Regions from separate parts of the Zea mays genome. Here regions 1 and 2 are each linked to region 3. Evidence: chromatin contacts called from public Hi-C data. All regions are on one chromosome and are shown on one strand. Each heading gives the region's core, a stretch centred on a gene start, on an enhancer-like site or on the middle of the called end of the contact. The rest is flanking DNA. Distances are from core to core; before and after follow the strand shown.

The links. Hi-C and Micro-C count contacts between places; a contact is called where the count stands out from the background.
Region 1: a Hi-C map of leaf shows a contact between it and region 3, with 4 times the contacts expected there. The contact joins the promoter of LOC103638703 here to the promoter of LOC103638705 in region 3. A contact is called at or near these places in 2 of 25 Hi-C or Micro-C datasets (leaf and tassel) and 1 of 3 datasets of contacts at active chromatin or transcription factors (leaf).
Region 2: a contact with region 3 is called in a Hi-C map of seedling, with 2.5 times the contacts expected there. The contact joins the enhancer-like site here to the promoter of LOC103638705 in region 3. A contact is called at or near these places in 2 of 25 Hi-C or Micro-C datasets (seedling and an unstated tissue).

Annotation. Positions count from the first base shown.
Region 1 is chr9:96,743,773-96,746,754 of Zm-B73-REFERENCE-NAM-5.0, forward strand. LOC103638703 (C2 and GRAM domain-containing protein) reads left to right here and starts at 1,703. Exons shown (of 9, transcript XM_008661542.2): 1 at 1,703-2,746; 2 at 2,890-2,982. The coding sequence starts at 2,248.
Region 2 is chr9:96,762,917-96,766,173 of Zm-B73-REFERENCE-NAM-5.0, forward strand. No RefSeq gene overlaps it. Among protein-coding and RNA genes, the nearest start is that of LOC103638703, 19 kb to the left of the region's middle. Within about 2 kb of position 1,920, at least 12 of the 20 cell types and tissues checked have an H3K27ac peak or open chromatin away from gene starts, as enhancers often do. A contact at or near this core is called in seedling, where this site is marked.
Region 3 is chr9:97,113,238-97,116,043 of Zm-B73-REFERENCE-NAM-5.0, forward strand. LOC103638705 reads right to left here and starts at 1,339. Exons shown (of 15, transcript XM_008661545.3): 1 at 742-1,339; 2 at 1-115. The coding sequence starts at 1,063.

The sequences.
Region 1 (2,982 bases), core at 453-2,952, 370 kb before region 3:
GTTTTATGCCTACCACATGTATTATTTACGCTAAAACTATATGATTTTATGCTTGAACACATAGTTTGTATATCAGTTTACTACATGCACATTGGAAAGACAATTCCTTGATTTATGCTGTTCATAATTACCATAAAAAATCAAATCATTTATGTTCGTAAATGCTAGATTTGTACGTCTGCCATATAACTATCCCTAATTCCGCTTGTTCGTAACTATCATAAAAAATTAAATCAAATCACTTATGTTCGTAAATGCCAGATTTTTACGTTTGCCATAAAACTGACCCTAATTTCCGCTGGCGTTCTTAGTTGGACCGATATATTATGCTACACAGTGTAATTATTTATAAGACGTTGTATAAGAATCTATGCTCTCTGTGACTCATGTCATCCAATTTTTAGCGGGTGAACTAGAAAGAAAAATATAATCCAAAATTTGCGTGCATGAAATGGGAACTCCCAGGAGTCATGTTTTTCGAATCTGACATAAAAATAGAACCGTAATAACAACCTACTAGAGCTATCAACCTTTCACATTGGCTCGGTATTTACGCTTATAACTGAGGGGTTTTATGCTCAAAACTTAAGGTTTTTAAGCTCGAACCTGAAGATGCATCCACCAGTGAACAATATACTAGATTTTTTACGAAGTGTACCACATTGTATAAATACTTACATCATGTAGCATAATTTGTATAAGTATATATCATAAATAGGTCTAACGAGCCTAGTTGCATGTTTGTTGGAGCTATCCTATATTTATGGAGGAAATAAAGCATTTAAATAAGTTTTTTTGTTTTCATGCATGTCAATCGATTTTCTTTCATCGTAAATCTTGCCATCCTAAATTTGTGCGTATGCAGCAGGAAACAAATTTTTACGCAGTGTACCGAATTGCATAAATATCTACACCGTATAGTATAATTAGTATAAGTATATATCATAAACTAGTTCTAACGAGTTTAGAGGCATTGCTATTGGAGGGATCCTATATTTACGAAGGAAATAAAACATTAAATACGATTTTTTGTTTCTATGCATGCCAATTCATTTCCTTTCATTGCACATTCTTTCCATCATAAATTTGTGCGCATGCAGCGGGTAACAGATTTTTACGTAGTATACCGAATTGCATAATTATCTACACAGTGTAGCATATTTAGTATCGATATATATATCATAAAATGGTTCGTACGAGTCTAGCTGCATGGCTGTTGCAGCAATCCTATATTTATGGAGAAAAATAAAACATTTAAAAATAGAAACCACCACACATCTGTTTCATAAATTTACGCGCATGCAAGGGAACGTGTTTGACTCATGCATGTATTTCTTTTTTTACGCGCATAGGCGTGGGGCACCCAACAGCCTGTTTGAGTCGGCGCGCCGGATTGAACCAGGTTGCAGGGGTGGTTGCTGGGCTTACTTTAACTATTGGAAGCCCAGCAGAACTCCTATTATACTTGTCCATATGTAATATATGTATTTTATATATGTGTCTATATTCATTATTACTATCTATTTAAATATAGATATAAAACTAAAAGCTAAAAGAAATACTACTATTCTACTGTAAAAATAGAAAGATATCTCTCTGTATAAAAGCAGGGAACCTCTTGCTGATCCCTAGAATATCACTTGGAAGCGCCTGCCACGTGGGTACCTTGCTTCACACCTATGTCTTGGAGCGTCTGCCAAGGGGGATAGCTTGCTTCCCACCTATGTCTTCGGAGTCGGAGCGCCTGCTGTCACGTGGATAGCTTGCACCCGTTTCTTCTGAGCGCGCTTCCCACTGAGGCCTGATATGGCTGGTTTTTGGCTTTTTGCTTCTTTCTTGATATGAAAGTGGCCATGTCACGTGGGGGTCGCTTCTTTGATTGGTTTGGTTCATTCGTCTTCAGTTTTTGGCTATGTTTGGAATGTGCCTATGTTGGTAACCTGAACCTGAAGCAGCCCATGCGGCACGGAGCTTGCCCATCCTCGTACATAGGAATCCCAGCGTTTTTTTTTCTCCCTATGCAAATGTTTAGAAACCTGAACATTTTGTCCCCACGCCTATGCCTATGTTTAGAAACCTGAAACAGCCCAGCCCATGCTGCACGAACCACAGCGGGGGAGGAAGCAATAGCTCAAAACCGTCCAACCTCTCTCCCGCTCTTTCTTGATCGATTCGCTCTATCACCGTCGCTCTTCCTTGACCGATCCGTTCATCACCGCCGCCGGCCGGGACCCTCGCATCGCATGCATGACCAAGTCGGCGGCGAGGAGCGCGTCGACGGTGTCGGAGGCGGCGGCCGCCGCCGCGGCGATGTCGCTCCCGTCCATGACGAAACCGGGGAGGAACAGCACTACGTCCGTGGAGGCGGCGACGGAGAGCGCGCTGCGGGTTACGCCGATGAAGCTGCTGGTGCGCGTGGTGGAGGCGCGTGGCCTCCCCGCCGTGCACCTCAACGGCTCCAGCGACCCCTTCGTGAAGCTCAAGCTGGGCAAGCGGCGCGCCAAGACGGCCGTGGTGAAGCGCAGCCTGTCGCCCGCCTGGGACGAGGAGTTCAGCTTCCTCGTGGGCAACGTCGCCGAGGAGCTGGTCGTGTCCGTGCTCAACGAGGACAAGTACTTTAGCAACGACCTGCTGGGTCAGGTCCGCCTGCCGCTGTCCCAGGTCATGGAGACCGACGACCTCTCCCTCGGCACCCAGTGGTACCAGCTCCAGCCCAAGAGCAAAAAGTCCAAGAAGAAATGCCGCGGTATCATCGCAGTTGCGCGCTTTCTCAACCTCTCCTTCTTTCTTCCCGCAACATTATCCACGTGGAGTGGAGTACGATGCAAATCAAATACTAGTGATTTTTCGTCTTGATCCATGACCTAGATTTGCTTGCTAAATTTTCAGGAGAAGTTTGTCTGCACGTATCGTTGTCCACAAGAACCCACGTATCCGAAGAATCACAGAGCGTTCCCCATCCTGCATCAGACGACCTGGCGT
Region 2 (3,257 bases), core at 670-3,169, 350 kb before region 3:
AATTTATGTTTAATGCAATCTCTGCTTTGCTCTAGGTCTGTAAAGTCTAAGGGATGGAGAATCTCATCTTTGATGAGACGCTCTATTCTCCCCTTCAAAATATGGCCCAAACGATAGTGTCATAATTTCGACAAGGTCTCTCCATCACTTATCTTTTTTTTCCTCCCATTGCTGTCTGGAACATTTTCTAGTGTGTCTAACCTGCTAACAACATCACTATGCGAAAGTAAATAAAGCATATCTCTTTGAATGGCGAGACCAACATCTTTATTACTAAATCGAATGATACATTGTCTGTCACTGAAGTGACGATGAACATCTCGATCATCAAGTCCAAAAATTGAAATAAGATTCCTTCACAACGAAGGGACATAGAGTATGTCTCTCAAACTAAATGAAAACCATCATCTAATGCTAAGACTAGATATCCGATAGCTTCCACTTCTGCTTCCTTTCCGTTTGCTATCTTAATTGTTCTTTGGCCCTTTCAGAGTCTTTGGCTTGAATGGAATCCCATTCTCCAGAAGATATTGCAGAAACTCTAGGTACTTCCTCTTGTAATGCACTGTTTTCTTGCAGTAGAGGCATGCATCATGTTGCACTTAGAAGTTGCTTGACTGCTTCAGTTGATTATTGCTAGTAGAAGTCTGGTGATCATGCTTCATCTGCTTCTTGAACTTATTTTGAGAGTTCTTGTTCTATTTGGGGATATTTTTTTACAAAGTTGACAGAGTCTCCTTTCTGCTTCAACATTTTCTCCTTTTGAACACACTATGCCATGAGTTGGTCTATGTTCCAATTATCTGTCACACTGGTGTTGTACTGGATATGAAATGTCTAATAGTTCTTTGGCAGAGACATCATTATCATGAACACTACAAATTCCTCATGCATGGGAGACCCGAGGTATTTGTTTATCTTAGCAACCACGAAGATCATGTTCTGTATGAATGCTTTGACACCATTTCCATTGTACTTTGCATTGACAAATTCCATTATCAGAGAGCATGCATATGCCTTGGAGGACCTTTTAAAATGAGAACCTATCTTCTCAAGGTACTCCTTGGCAGTCTCACATTCTGATATAGAACCCTAAAGAGGATCCTTGATGCTTCTCTTGATGATGATCAAGCACTTGCCATTGGATCTCTCCCACTTAACCTTATCGATGCTGTATTGCATCTAATTATGATCATAGTTGGAAGTGCCCATTGTGGGCTCTATAGGTTTCTCAAACCGCAGTGAGTAATCTATTTCACCCATTGTGGTTATTTCCCCCAAGAATGGTAATTACTACCATCCAGTGGTTTAATCTATGCGATCTGACCAATCTGCATGTAGTGTTTGCACCTTTAAAATATTAAAATAGAAAAAATATTTAGGACAACTGAAACGAAATACTGAAGCATATAACTTGCATGATTAAATATTTAACATTGGTCAAATAATAACCATTCATGATAAACAAAGTTTCTTGTTTAATAATTCTAAACTATTGTTGGATGATCTAGAAAATATAAACTTGTACAAAATATGGTAACAATATCGAACATTGGTAAATTATTCAGTTAACACAAATTTTCTAAATTCCACGTGATTTAAACTATAATTAATTCACATTGGTTTCATAACTAACCCAAATTGCACAAAAAATTAAAACAAAGTACGCAACAGAATAAAATAGTCTAAAAATATCTCTATAATTTTCTAAGTCTGGAAATAATATTGCTAAAAATTTCTTTACTATTTTACTAATTTCTTTACTATTTACTTTTTGCTGGAAATACATTAAAGGATTCTGAAATCTCTTGAAAAAGAAAAGGGCCAGCTGGCCTTGGTCGGCCTCATTGGCACGACCCATATTGGCCTTTCGGCGTGCAGGAAGCACATAGCGCACCTGGGCCCGAGCCACCATTCTGTCCCAGCTCACGGATGGTTCCCCACCGCCTTAAACACGACCGCTTCATCGAATCGGATAGTCCTGGTGACCCGAGGCACTGTGCGTCGGTTATAAGACGTTGAAACTTTGGAGGGGGTTGGTGAAAGCGAAATGTGCCCTTGGGACATTTCCATGTGTTTTGGTGATTAACTGCTCAACACACTACTATAAACTAACACTTTTCACATGAGCATGAGTACACATTATAATCTAGCAAATTGAAGATGTCAAGTCCAAAAGAGCACAAACAAGGATCTAGAAAGCAACTTTGTGAGATATGGTATAAGTGTGAGCACTTTTGGGGCTTGAGTTTGGGGCATATTACAAATCCTGAAGGAAATAGATGAAAAAGGTATAGTTTCAAGACTTAGTCAATTGTTTTATGTGCTAATCATTTTTGTCTAGGTGCTAAGGATCATCTAAAGTCGAGCCAAACGAAGCCAAAGGAATTTAACACAAAAAAGGAGAAGATGGGCTGGTCTGGGCAGCACTAGGCAGTCCGATGATTGTACGGGCAACGAGGCCACTCTCGGGTTCAGCCAGGCCTACTCGGCTATAATTCACCGGACGGTCCGCGTAGAGCCCCGGACAGTCTGGTGTGATAGTCAGCTAACGGCTATCAACCACGTCAGCAGACTCCAACGATCAGATGGTGCACTGGACAGTCCGGTGCCCGTCTAAGAAGAGAAGTGGCCAATCAGTGATCTTCTAACCATTGTATTGTGCAGTGTCTAGTGTGCCACTAGACAGTCTGGTGCACATGCATACAAAAAGGTTGGGAGCTCTAATGGCTCCTAGGCCCCTTGGGACTATAAAAGGACCCCTAGGCACCATGGAGCAACAGACCAAGCATTCTAAGAGCACACGCGACCATGCTGTTTGAATTGTTTGAGAGATTTGCGCGCTTTTCTGAGCTGTAACTCAGTTGTTCTTGTTCTTGTGCTTTTTTCTTCGCTTGTGTGCATGTTATTGCTGCGATTGTGCTCTTGTGTCTGTGTTCTTACTCCCCCTTACTTCGGTTTTGATATTGATCACTTGTGTAAGGCATGAGAGATTGCAATTCGTGGAGATTCCTCACAAACGAGATTGATATAAGGAAGAATACCGTGACACTCAAGTTTGATCTTTGGATCACTTGAGAGGGGTTGAGTGCAACCCTTGACCGAAGGAGGTCACCACAACGTGGAGTAGGATTTGGCCGAACCATAGGAAAAAACGATGTGTCTCTTATCCATTTACTTTACTGTGATTTCTATCTTCCTTAAGCATAAGCTTCACTTACATATTACTCCTAGTTTAATACACATCTCAAGTGAGC
Region 3 (2,806 bases), core at 89-2,588:
GAGAACGTCCTGGAATCCATAGTTATATCATGGTTGTCATCCTCTGACATTCCAGAATCTGATGGTCTTCCTGTTTGAATAAAGCTTGCCGACACAGGTCCAAAAAAGTTTTCATCTGTCGTAGGAATGCACATAGTGAGAAGACAGGATGCTTTGCCACAAAGTAATATGGCATCGTAATAATTAGCATATATTACTAATAAATAATAGAAGGGTCACACACTCACACTAGAAGCATGGACACGCAAAACCATGTAGTGATGTTTTACTTTCTAATAATTTCTAAATCCCAAAAAACAAGTGAATCCACAAGCAACTTCAAATCCATTGACGGTGCTTCGTTTTAAAGATCTTACTGAGCAACAATACAGGAATGACTGCTAGCTTAATGTACTGTGCAATCAATACGCCATCTACACCTTAGATCTCTGCATTGCATCTATATTCATAATTCAGCAATCAGCACAATAAATTGCCTACTGTATCAAAAGTACAGCCCAGCACATCTAGCATCAACATCTTGATCCAACACAAAGAGAAGTATGGAACATCTGAGCAGCAAACCTGACATAATCCAGTTGAAAAATGCAGCAACCTGACTACCTGAGCATCAGAAATAAGTTCGGCGTAAAAAAAACCTAAATATCCATTAACTGTGGGAAGCAAACTATGTGGGGGTCGTAACAAAATCAACATCCAATTCACGATATTTTTTATTTCGAAACAAACAGAGGACCCCACCATCGGCGGAGGCGATGGATTCAGCGGCGCTGTCTGGGTACGACGAGTCGACGTCGTGGAGGAAGATGACAGGGGGGCGGTTGAAATCCTCCTCCGTGTCGTCCTCAACCTCCCGGCCAACCGAGGACCTCCTGGGAGAAGGGGGTGCGGGGGTGGAGTCGGGCTCGCGCTCCTCGGGAGGCGTCTCGAAGTCCTCGTCGCGGTCGAACACGTGCACCGCGGTGGTGTCCGCGAAGCTCACACGGCGGGAGCGCCTCCGCGCAAACTTATCATCCTCCGATCCGGGCGACAATATGATGCCGCCGCTGCCGCCGATGTCCATGGAGACGGGGAACTGAGGAGCAGAGCTAGGGTTCGGGGTTCAAAATTTTGGGGAAGAAAGCGACCTGCACTGCTGCAGCGTTCCGTTGAGGGATTCTGGAGGGAAATATGTTTCGGTCTCTTATGTAGTTATGTGAGGTGAGGATACCACTTACGAGTGCGGATATTTACAAACATAAGACTCGCAACCTAGAACTTTTCTCTTCTAGCATCGGCCCTAGGCGACTTACAAAAATAACACACCGAAACAGGCTCTCACACTTGTTGAGCCGCGATTATCGGGTAATGTCAGACCGTGGACTGATATGTCCATGGCTATCTTTTTCTTTTGGGATCCCATTTCTTTTCCCCTCCCGATCGTAGTCTTCGTCACTCTTCTTCCCGAGTTCTCTTATGCACCTATAATTTTGTTTTGTGCACTTATGTTTTCCTCACGATTCAGTTTTGTACACCTATATTAACCTAGCATTGTAAACCTTTTGTTGTTCAAGAGCTAAAGGACGGTCTCAAAGATGCCATTGTGAAAATGCAGAACACTTCTAGGAAGCTGAACAGACTAGTAGTTTGTGTATGTGTATGACCACATGATGGTCTATTTCTTTGTGTATGAACTTAATTATGTGTGTATGTGTCGAAGTGTTGGTCTATTTGGTGAATGTGTTGAAGTCATGTGCTCAAGTGAGGTGAATTGTATTAACTGAATTGTATCTCCGAATTTGAAGTGATGTTGTCATGTGCTCAAGTAATGTGAATTGTATCTCTGTTTTCTGAATCTGAATATGTGCTCAAGTCATGTTGTTATGTCATGATGCTTTCTGTGTGTCGAATCCGAATCTGCTAAACTGTGTGCTGGTACTAAGGCTCTGTTTGTTTCGGATTATAATCTCTCTAGAGTATATAATTCAGCGCAAATAATCCAACAGGTAAACAAACACCTAGATTATGAGTTCGGATTATATAATCTAAAGCCCAGATTATGATAATCTCATAATATCCTAAAGAGTAGCTTATTTGAGATTATTTTGGTAAAAGACCCACTACCCATTGTTATGTAAATAGAAATTACAATATAAATACCATCATTCTTTCCTCACCTCAAATAAACAAACAAGGGTATTGTTGTCTTTATGAATAATCTACATTTGTATAATCTAGACTACCAAACAACTACATGTAGATTATAATATATCTAGATTATAATTTAGATTATAATCTGGATTATATAATCTATAAGCTGAAACAAATAGACCCTAAGTGTTGGCAGCTAGTTTTTCGTTTTAGATTCAACAGGCAGGTTTCATGTTTCAGTTGCGGGGCTTGAACCAAAGGAGGAGGAGGCTATGATCCTTGTACCAGCAATGGAGACGGCACCGGCAATGGGGGCGGAGCCGACGGTGCTACAAACAATGGAAGAGACGGATGTGCATGTTCAACCAGCACTGGAGTAGGTGAACCTTGAAGCAAGGGAGGAGTGGCACAAGCGGATCCATGGAGAGTGGGGCAGCAAACGGGAAGAACACGGGAAAAAATGAGATGAAGACTACGCTAGGGAGTGGAAAAGAGAAAGATATCGGAGGGCATATCAGTCCATGGCCAGATCTTATCTGCTAATCGTGGCTCGACGCACGTGACGGGTGTGTTTGGATGCAGGTCCAAATATTCCACATTGTCTTGCCAATCTATTGTAGCCGATATTTGGTTGTAGGACAATTTTTGGCTATGCCCATAAAATTTTGGCCATGCC